2 separate regions of the Sus scrofa genome follow, and region 1 is linked to region 2. The links are chromatin contacts, called in public Hi-C maps. All regions are on one chromosome and are shown on one strand. The core of a region is the stretch at or near the end of the contact, and the rest is flanking DNA. Distances in the headings are between cores, read along the strand shown.

The links. A called contact is a pair of places that touch in the nucleus more often than the background predicts.
Region 1: a contact with region 2 is called in a Hi-C map of skeletal muscle, with 3 times the contacts expected there. The contact joins the promoter of PPP1R1B here to the promoter of GRB7 in region 2. A contact is called at or near these places in 2 of 5 promoter capture datasets (fetal skeletal muscle and liver), 5 of 47 Hi-C or Micro-C datasets (blood, heart right ventricle and skeletal muscle) and 1 of 2 datasets of contacts at active chromatin or transcription factors (skeletal muscle).

Annotation. Positions count from the first base shown.
Region 1 is chr12:22,688,199-22,693,519 of Sscrofa11.1, reverse strand. PPP1R1B (protein phosphatase 1 regulatory subunit 1B) reads left to right here and starts at 2,542. Exons shown (of 6, transcript XM_021067047.1): 1 at 2,542-3,110; 2 at 4,691-4,751; 3 at 5,043-5,065. The coding sequence starts at 3,030.
Region 2 is chr12:22,579,528-22,585,031 of Sscrofa11.1, reverse strand. GRB7 (growth factor receptor-bound protein 7) reads left to right here and starts at 1,646. Exons shown (of 15, transcript XM_021067040.1): 1 at 1,646-1,842.

The DNA.
Region 1 (5,321 bases), core at 1,293-3,792, 110 kb before region 2:
TGAGGCTTTCTCTTTCTCCTTTTGTCTCTCCATCTCTCATACGTGTTTTCTCTCCCTTTCTTTTCAGTTTTTCCCACCTCCCCCTCCTTTCTCTCTCTCATCTTCTGTCTCTGCCATCTTTCCTTCCCTTCCTCCTCCGTCCTGTCCCTGTGTCTGTACCTCTGTCAGCCAGGTTCCCCTGTCCCTCTTGGCCCAGGGTTCAGCAGCCAGAGCTGTGGGTGCCTGGGCAAAGGCTGGGAGAAGAGGGCAAAGACCCTCCATTCTATCCCCAAAGACCCTCCTTCTATCCCCAAAGACCCCATCTTCCAGGTCTAGCTGCCTTCCCAGCTGCCCCAGCCTGAGTCCAGCGAACTTTTTCTGATTCAGGACTGCCCAGAGCTCCAGTCCTTTTGGCAGAACCTCTATAAACAAGCCCTTCCTGGTCAAAGGTGCCTCAGCTGCTGTGGTCCCTAAGGTCTGCTCAGCTTGGATGGGCTCTGAGTTTCCACTGGGAGCCATGCCTCCTTGTCCTCTCATTACCCATCCAGCTGTCCTCTGTCCCCTTCATCCCAACCAGCTCCCCCCATCCCCAGTAACAGCAGGCACTGGCCCCTCAGCCTCACACTGGCCCAGTGGCCGCTGGGTTCCTGCCTAGGCCATGCCTTTCCTGTACCCCGCCCTTTTGTCTTTTTAGGGCTGTCCCCGAGGTATATGGAGGTTCCCAGGCTAGGGGTTTGAAATAGAGCTGTAGCCACTGGCCTACGCCACAGCCAGCAATGTGGGGTCTGAGCCGTGTCTGTGGCCTACATCACAGCTCACAGCAACGTCGGATCCTTAACCCACTGAGCAGGGCCAGGGATTGAACCCGCGTCCTCATGGATACCACTCTGGTTCGTTACCGCTGAGCCACAAGGGGAACTCCCCTGTGCCCCTTCTCAGTCTCAGGACCTTCTCATTTAACCCTCCCAAGGCACTGCCAAACTGGGCATGGTACCCGTTACACCCCACAACAAGCCATCTGAAGGAGGCATCTGGGCCGAGCCAGGGGCTGCCAGAGATGCCCACACCCCTGGGCCAGCAACCTGGCATCTGGCTCGTTCCAGACAAGCATAAAAGTCAACACACACAGCAGGACTGGAGCCAGGCCCCCGGGGGGTGGGGGAGTGTCCCTGGGTGACCAGGGCTTCCAGGGCGCATGGGCAAAGCACTGCCCTCCTGCCCCCCTCTCCTCCCTCCCAGACTTGGTGCTGACCCTGGAGCCCTGCCTTGTGCCCCTGACCCCATTTTCACAAGACTCCTCTGGCCTCTTGCTTCCTTTTCCCTCTGCCAAGGACCCAGCACGCTGGGGCTGGGCGTGGAAAAGTTGCTGGGTGGGGGAGGGGGACTCCAGACTGTTCCAGGCCGGAGCGTGACCCGGAGGGAAGAGGGCCAACACAAACAGAGCCCCAGGAAGACACACACACACACACACACACACACGTACACGTCTACACACCCCCCTCTCAGCACTCACCCTTCAGCCCCTCACCCCTCAGACACCCAGGGCCATCTCCTCCCCTTTCCCCCCTTCAGAGACATGCACACAAACACCTCTGCAGACAGAGGCTCACACCTCAGAAATGAGCACGTGCACACACACACACACACACACACACATGAACACCTCTCCCCTCAGCTCTGTTCCTGCATCGCACTCACACGTGTGATGGCACGTGTACTTACAGGCTGCCCCCCACCACCCCCAACTCTGCCCTCCTGAGCTGGCTCTGTCTCCCCCACTTTAGATGTGGAGAGAAAAGGCAGGAGACACGTGACTCCAGGGTGTACCTCAAGGCAGGGACACAGTCGCCACCCCTGACAGGACAGCTCCCCGGAGCACAACCGCATCCCCCTCTACTGTACAGGCTGGAGCTGTGGGTACAGTACCCCCCACCCCCCTGCAAGCTGGCACAGCCTGCCCATCACCTTGACAGACTCTGACATCCACCCCCACTCCACCCCCTCCCCCGCACACGCACAGTCTTCCCACAGCCTGCCACTCACACCCGCATCCTTGACACTCTGACACACTTACTCACTTAGACACACACACACCACACCGACCCCCCCCCCCAACTCGCTAGGTATAGGCACCACAGGGCCCCTGGCACTCACTCTCACAAACTCTCTGCCATGGTGACTGACACGTGTCCTCCCACGCACAACCCGCTCTTTCACGCTCACTCGATTTCTAGGACACCCCCATTCACAGCGTGACACGCTGGTGGTATTCTCTTCACGGCCTCGCAGGCCTCGCCGTGAAACTCCAAGTACCCAGGCCAGGAAGGGGTTAAAGCCAGAGTCCCGTGTCCCCGCTGCCCCGCTCCCCTCGGCCTCCCCCCCTGATCCTCCCGGCTGGACTCCATCAATAATGCAGCTTCAAGTTCTGGGGAGACCGCAGGGGGCCCCCAGCCCGCTCCCCCGGGTCCTGGCTCACAATCCCCACCCTCACCCGCGGAGAACACGCTTCTCCGTGCTCATTGGCCACTTTCTCCTGAGCCCTCCCACCAAGCACCCGGGCGCCAGTCCCAGGCCGAGGGGACGGGCTGGGGACCCCAAGGCTGGGGCCGGAGGGGGAGACTCGGAGAGGCGGAGAGAGGCAGAGTCAGAGACACGCGGAGAGGGAGCGAGGGGGACCGAGGCAGGGCGGAGAGAGACCCTGAGAGAGATCGAGGGGAGGAGAGCAGAGGCAGAGACCAGACCCGCGAGCCGGGGAGCCCGGGGTGCCGGCGCCAGGGGACCGAGGCACCGGCGAGCCCCGGAGCCCCGAGCCGGGACGCCCGGAGCCCCGCGGGGCAGGCGAGCGGGCGGCCGCCCCCGCCCCCGCCCCCGCCCGCGCCCGCCCCGAGCCGGCGCGGTATTTTTATCTGTGCGTGAACCGCCCTCCTCCTCCTCCCCGCCGCTCTCAGCCCGCTGTCGCCGAGCCGCCCGGAGCAGCGCGGGGGAGCCGAGCCGGGATCGCAGCCCCGGACCCCGCGGCGCGCGCCCCGCCCGCCGACCACCCGCCGGCCATGGACCCCAAGGACCGCAAGAAGATCCAGTTCTCCGTGCCCGCGCCCCCCAGCCAGCTCGACCCCCGCCAGGTGGAGATGGTAAGGGGGCAGCTCCCCACTCCCGGCAGCGCCCCCCTCCCTTCCAACACCCGGGCTCCTCTCTCTGCTCCCCGGGCTCAGAACCGGCCTGGGGGACCCGGGCGAAGGAGTCCCAGGCCCGCGTCCGACGTGGCGGGGGCGCCGGGCGGTGCTGCGTGAAGTTCGCCAGAAACTTTTGCCCGGGGCCCCTGTCCTCATCCCGGGAGGGAGGACTGTCCTCCGGACCCCGCACAGTGTCCTCCTTCCCGAGACTCCCACTAGGAGGACCACTGGTGCCGTCAGATGTGAGAAACGTGGTCCAATGACCCACTACACGGAGCCGCTCCGCGGCTGCCCTCGCCCCTCTCTGGCCGGCTCTCTAGTCCCACCCTGCATGCCTGGGCTCGGGGCTGGGGGCTGGGGTCTCCAGAGCCTTGCCGTCATCTCTAGGACCTCCTGGCAGGCAGGAGAAGAGCCACGACATGGGGAGGGGGGATGGTGACCAGACTTCCCGGAGGCCAGAACTCCTCGCCACTCCCGACAGCCTTGCTGGGCATGGGAGGCCTCCAGGGCGGGGGTGGGGGGTGATGGAGGGAGAGAAGAGGGTTCCACCCCCCCCAACCCAAATCTAGCCGTTCACCTGTTGCTGAGATGCCGCTGCCACCCAACAGAGCAGTGAGAGTGGGGCCAAGTCATTTGGGGGAGGGTAGAGGGGGCCATGGAGAGCCCGGCTGGGTCCCTCCCGAAAGCAACTTTCCGACTGGAGGGCAGTGCTGGGAGCTTGGCTGGGGGTGGAGGGGTGGCGGTTTCAGCTTAATTCACCTGGTTCTCTTTGTGCATTTCCCTGGAGCTCAGAGGGGACCTAATTAACTGACAGTTGGTCTGATTGCCAAGCTGGGGGGAAGGGGGGGAGTGACTGTGAGAGCTCAGTCCCCCCCCCCACTCTTCAGCTTGGTTCATGTACCAAACTTTTTGTTTTTTATGAGGACAGGGCAGAGTTCTGCACCCTGAGAAATACTGCCAGAGGGGCCCAGACCCAGGTCCCCAAAGACCACCCTTGGGGCCCCTGTGGACATGGGGCTCAGGTCCACACCTGAGCCTCTGTGGGAGGTTGGAGGTGCCTGCAGTGCTGGGCTCAGCCTCCCTTTGTGCCTGGATCCAGTTTCTCTGGAGCCCTTGCCTTGACCTTAGGTGGGCAGGGCCACATGGGTGTCATGGCTCCTGAGGTCTGATGTCTTCAAAAACAGGAGAAGAAGGACCTTGGGAGGGGAAGGACCCTGGAGTAGTCACGGAGTGGGATGGGCATCGGCTGGAAGCCAGTGATGGGTTGTTCTTGTTCCTTCTCTGCCTTGGTGTGCTGTGTGGCCTTGAGCTCTTTGCTGAACAGTTTCTGAGCCTAGGATTTTCACCTCGGTCAAAGGAGGGGGTTGGGTGAGCCATGGGGTTCCTTTCAGCTCTGACAGCCTTTGATGCAAAGGTTGCCTGGGGACTCCAAAGCACTGTCCCCTGCTTCCCCGGGGGGGGGGGGCCGGGGAGGGCTAGGGAGTGGGCTGCAGGTGTCTGTCCGCCTCTCCTTCCCTTCTCTTTCTCCATCTCCTTAGATCCGGCGCAGAAGACCAACCCCTGCCATGCTGTTCCGGCTCTCAGAGCACTCCTCTCCAGGTGGGCCCCTTCTCTGTCCCCTAGTCCCGGCCCAACCCTAACTCTGATGGCTTCTTGGGGCCCCTGCCAAAGTCCTATGTGTAAGAGACTGAGCAGAAGATAGGGGGATGGGTAAGGTCTGGGAGCCCAGCTCCACCAGTTTCGTTTATTGACCAGGCGCCTCCCAACACCAGGAAGGAAAGGGCATGGAGGTTGAACCATTGGGGAAAGTAATTTGGATTCTTTCTCTCTTCCCTCTCTTTCTCCCTCTTCTCCGTGCCTCCTGGCCTGCTCATTGGCGGTCTCCCACAGAGGAGGAGGCCTCCCCTCACCAGGTGAGTCTCCAGGGGCAGCTGGGAGGAGGGATGCCAGGGCCCTTTGGGATGGGGTGGAGGGGGTGACTTCCCAGCTGATGGCAAGGCACCCCCCACGAGGACATTAGCATATCAACTGGCACCTGGGTGAGAGAGTGCCTGGGGCCAGGATGCCACCAGCCAATCCTGAGCCTCCTCTGTCCTTGTCTGTCCTCTGCTCATGCTCAGCCTGGGCCTCCAGAACCCGGGGTTCTGCCCTGAGCCATGACTATGGAGT
Region 2 (5,504 bases), core at 397-2,896:
ATCTGGCTTCCCCCGCCAACCTACCCTTCAACACCAGAGTGAGTTTTCTAAAATATAAGTCTGCCCCTCTTCTGTGCCTCTACTTAAAGCCCAGATGGACCCTGCAGAGTCTGGCCTCTGCCCATAGTTCCTGCTGGTCTGGACAGACAGGATGGATGGCTCTTAAACCTGGTTTACAGAACAACCACCGGAGGGCTTGTCAATACCACACATTCCTGGGTCTTGGCCCCAGAGACCAAGATTCAGTAGTTGGGGAGGGGCCCAGGGACCTGTTTTTTTACACAAGCCTAGAGAGCGTTGGAGGCTGTGGTCACAGGCCACACTTTGAGAAACAGCTGTGTACAAAGCCTTTCGCCACACCTTCCATACCTGCTCAGCCACACCTGTAAGGCCTCCTGTCCTTCCTTCTCCACCCCCATTCTGCCTCTAGATGCTCTGTCCCCTTTTGCCAAGGGCTTTGGCGCTTGTTCTGTCATCATGAAAGGTGACATTCCCATCCATCAATCCACTTCTGTCCCCTGCCCCAAGACAACTTCCCCCCTGCTCCAGGGTCACTTCCATGGAGAAGTCTTTCCCAACCTCCCAGGTAAGTTGTTCTCCCAGTGTAGTTGTCTCGTGCCATTTCTTATTATTTGTGTATTCTTTGATTAACATAAGTCTTTGTGATGGAGCTGCATGAAGATAAGGGCAGGTCATTTTGTTGTATCCCCAGTGCCAAGCATGGGGTTTGCATATAGTAGGTACGTAACAAATATTAGTCAAGTGAATGAAGGAGTGACTGAGTGAATGGTCTACTGCGCTTTGCACAAACGCTTCTGTGGCCCAGGTGACCTCGCCCCTCCCTCACTTCTTGGCTTAGTCCTCTCATACTGGTTTTTCCAAGGAAAACCCAGTTTGGAGAAAGTTGAGCCTGGAGCCACTCCTCCACGCCCCCCCCCGGGGGGGGCAGACCTCTTATCACCCCTATGAATTGTTTGTTTATCCAACTGTCACCCGCTTGGGCTGGGAGGTGGCTACTGTCTTTGATCTCAGCCTCTCAGGCGGGCTCTTCACCGTTGTGTTTGCCTAGTGCTGAAGGAGAGCGCAAGGGGAGTCCCCTAGCACCTGGCCAGAGCTTTCCCCAAATCACTCCTCTCACCAGGGGACCTCGTCTAACCCCTTGGATTTCAGGAGACTGAGACCCTGGACTTTGCTCAGAAGACAGGATTTAGCCCAGGTGCCTCCGAGGGGCCAGGATGCAGGCTGGGTGGCCAGACTGTGGCTGGAGGTCAAGGGGCAGGCCAAGTTGCTGGACACCCCTCTGGCTGGCCTCCGGCTTTCGAAGAGTCGCCCTTTGCCCCAGGGGGGTAGGCCCCAGAGCTGCAGTCAAGCCCCCTAAATTGGCCAATGAACATTCCAGGTTTGGGAAGGGTGGGCGGGGCCCTTTCCCCTGACCTTCTAGCCCCCAGCCTCTCCCTCCCAGGTGGTGAGGACCTTCGCTCTCGGGCTGCTCAGTTCAGTTCAATCGCCTCTCCCCAGTCACCTGCTGCCAGCCTAAGGACAAAAACAATCCCAGCCAGCGTAGTGTTGGGGAGGCCCCGCCCCTCCTCCTGGGCTTCCTCCTCCCACGCCCCTCCCCCGTGCCCCGCCCCCACCTGCCCAAGATAATTTGTTTCCCTGGGCAAGGTGCCTGGACAACAGGGCTCAGCCTTCCCCCTCCTTCTGTGCCCAAAGTCAGGACACCCTCCTACCACCTGTAGAATAGAGGGAGCCGATTTGAAATCAAGTCCAGGTACCTGAGGTTCCTAGACAGAGCCGGACTTCAGCCCCTGTGTCCTGCGACTCCTGCTGGGGCTCTTCCAGGTAAGGGGACGGAGATTCGTCCCAGAAGACAACTTGCTCCCACCTCTAGCCGCACCAGGGCCCCAGGCTGTGCCAGTCTCAGGGCCAAGAGCTGGCTGGCTGGCTGCCCAGGTGGGCGGCCAGGCGTCTGCCTGGCTCCCCCTTCCCTTCCTCGCTCAGTGATGTCAGGCCAGGGCGGGGACAGGAGGAGGACAGGTAGTTAAGGGCTTGGCGTCTTCCTCCTTAAATCGGTGGCCCCAGCCCGGTGTACCAACGCCCAGGGTCCAGGTAAGGACCAAAGCGGACACTTCATCTTGGGGGTGGGGAGCCCCAGGGTCCATATGGAAAAAGATTCGGCCTCCTGCTGGGTTGCTCTGGCGGCCTCACTTTCTCTTTTCCTCCAGCCTCCCATCCCGCCCCCTCCTCACCAGCTGCCCTCAGTCTTTCCCTACTCTCATCTCCTGCCCTCCCGGCTCCTCCCGACCCTCTCCGCAACTCCCCGCACCCAGGTCGCCCCCATCCCAAACGCACACTCACCAGCTGACGGGGCCGGGAAGCGAGATCACAGATTCTCGCCTCCTGGAGACGCGGTTTTCCCGCTGAAACTAGCCCCTCCCCACATTCCCAGAAAGAGAGCTGAGAGGGGAGGGTCCAGATACCGAGGGAGCTGCCCCAAGTCTCTCTCTTGCTCTGTCTGATTTGACCGCAGCTTGAGTTCCCCCAAGTCTTTATGAAAGAGTCGTCTCCGCGGGGGCCACGGGGGCACCCTCAATTTGGAGGGCAGTAAGGGACAAGGATTCCCTAAACTGCCAGAACGCCGTCTCTCTGGAGTGTAGCCCCCACTCGGCCACAAGGATGCCCTCGGATGGGACGGTGGGGGTGGGCAGGCGGGGGGTCCCTCCTGGCTTCCGAAAGATGTGGTCTCGGTAGACTGGAGGGTTAGATGCGGGGGGATCCGCAGTGCCGTGTGCGTGTGTGTGTGTGTGTGGTGGGGGGTGCTGGGGAGTGTGTGCGCGCGTGCCTGGGGCGGGGGCGAGTGCCTTGTCTGAAGCGGCTGGGGAAAGACCCGGGTCCGAGTCTGGGCCTCCCGGGCAGGTCGGGGATGGAGAGTGCACCTGCCCGCCATCGTCAGTCCTTCCAACCCCGCTGTCCCTCGGGATTGCCCCCTCTTGGTCTGCCCGTCCTGGACTCTGCTCTCCCCTCTCCCCCTGCTCTCCTGCTGGGGGGGCCCCCCGTGAAGGCAAGCGGCCTGTAATGATTAACTTCGCAGACACTCTAGCATTCTTCCCAAATTAAACTTTAAAAGAGCTGCCCCCCCTCACTCCCATTGGGTGTTTTTTCCCCTTAGTGAGGGAGTGGGCGGGGCCTCAGGGTCCCGGGCCCTCCCCCCAACTCCGGGTCACCTAGGGGTTTCCCGCCTCCTCACCTGGGCCCTCGCCCTAAGAGCTCCCCGACAGGTAAGGCCTCCCCCCCGCTCCAGGGAGGGGGCGCGGGGTCCTGGGCCTGGAGGGCGCCTTCCCGCCTCCTCCCGGCGGGGGTTCAGGCTTCGGCTGTTCCGGCCCCTCCCCCCACCTGGGAGGCACGGAAGGTGGCCTTGTTTTCTCCCGGCCCTAGACTGTGGGCCCTGCCACCCGCCCTCGGGGCCAGCCAGGTGGGGCCAGATTCAGGAAGTAAACAAGGAGGCAGGAGGCCGGGAGGGCGGGCAAGAGGGTGGGGCTGGAGCCGCCGGGACAGGAGAGGCTCCTGGGGAAGCCGCAGGTACGAGCGAGACGCAGTGTTGAGGGGACAGATGGAGTTGCGAGGCTAGTTGTTTAAACAGAGCCTTTAGCGAGGGACCCAGTTTGAAAGCTTGAGAGTCTTGTGGATGCGGAGGGGGCTGGGTGGGGGGGTGCGCTGCCCAGGCTCCAGGGCTAGGACCCGGTTCTACTCCCACCTCATCTCTCTTGCAGCCCCTCCCCTAGTCCTCCCTGGAATAAAGTCACCAGGGCTGTTTGCCAGAGAGGAGGCTGGGGGTGGGAGGGGGCCCTGTGTTTGGTGTGGATGGGCGCCCGGTGGGCGTGGGGTCCCCTTTCCGGCAGGACCCTGCTCTCCCTCCCTGCCGGCCTGTCAGTCCTCTTGTATGTTCTTGACTTTCTTTTTTCTTTCTTTCTTTCTTTTTTTTTTTTTTTTTTTTTTTTTTTGCTTTTTAGGGCCGCACCCACAGCATATGGAAGTTCCCAGGCTAGGGGTCAAATCGGAGCTGCAGCTGCCGGCCTACACCACAGGCACAGCAAAGAGGGATCCAAGCTCCGGGGCGGGGCCCTGACCTACAACACAGCTCACAGCAACGCCAGATCCTTTACCCACTGAGTGAGGCCAGGGATCGAACCCGCATCCTCCTGGACACTAGTCGGATTCTTTTCCCCTACACCACAACGGAAACTCCTGTTCTTGACTTTCCACTCCTGCTCCTGAGTACACCTCTGGCCAGACAGGCGAGGATGTTGCTGCATGTAGAGTGAGGGGCACCCCGGAGAGGTTAACTCCATTTCAGATGGGCTTCTGAATCCGGGCCAGGTCTTTTTTCTCTCCCTCCTGGGTGAGGGGGCTCTTGGGCTGGGCTAGTGGCCAGGAGCCCATAGTAGGTCCCATTGCCAGTCCCACCTGGACTGGAGGAGTGGAGCTGTGCCGCAGGTGGGGAGGAGAGATGAAGTCAGAGGAGCCTCAGGCCCTGCATCCTCCTCCCCCATCCTGTTCCCGGCCCTCCCCCATTCCTCCCAGGCGCCTATGTTGGGGGCGGGAGTGGAGGGGGTGGGTAGAGGCAGGGTTGTTTGTGCTTCTCCTAAGCCAGGAAGTTGTGCGGATGAGTCAAGGTTGAATGGAGAGCCCCAGGCAGTGCTGTCCCGCCCCACCCTGACTCACCTGTCTCCCCCTCCCACCAAAATCTTCATGCCCTCACTTAAAAGTCAGGGACCTGCTTCATCCTGGGGGCTGGGGGGATCCCTTTGGCCACTGGTCTAGCATCCCGAAAGCAGGCAGGGGGCTGAAGTTCTACCAGGTCTGCCCAGGTCTCGGCCCAGCCAAAAGGGTTTGGTTCCTGTGGAGGAGGGAGCTGCAATCCCTCTCTACCCTCCAAGGGGCATCTTTGCCCATCTCTAATATCCTTGCTTGTCCTGGGAGCCTTGTAGCATGTGCGAGTGATAAGACCCTGGCCTTGCCTGGGGTGGCCGGGCATCTTGAGACCAGCGGGTGGATACAACAGGTGCACAGTAATTGATGCAGAGGCCCCAGCCCAGGGTCCAGAGGGAGCTCTTCGGTCTGAATGTGGACAAGCCAGGAAGGCTTCTTGGAGGAAGTAACTCTGGCATGGAGGCCTCAAGAAAGTGGGGTAGGAGGAACCCGGGAAGACACACAAGGTTTGGGGGCTGCTGGGGCCCAGGCCCCCAGGCTAGCCTTCTCCCTCCCACCACCACTGAGGCCACCTCTGGCCCTCCTGGTTCCTCCTTCTCTTTTTCTGTGCATCACTCAGCGCTTGGGCAGGCGTTGCCACAACAGGCTCTGGCAACAAAGCGCTGGAAAAGCCTGGGGCAGAGCCCAGAGGAGTGAGCGCCCCGCATTTGGAAATGAAGTGGTGACCTTGAGAGATACCGAGCCCCAGACCATCTGTGGGTCATGGAGTCTGTTGCTGCTGCCTGGCTTGTGGC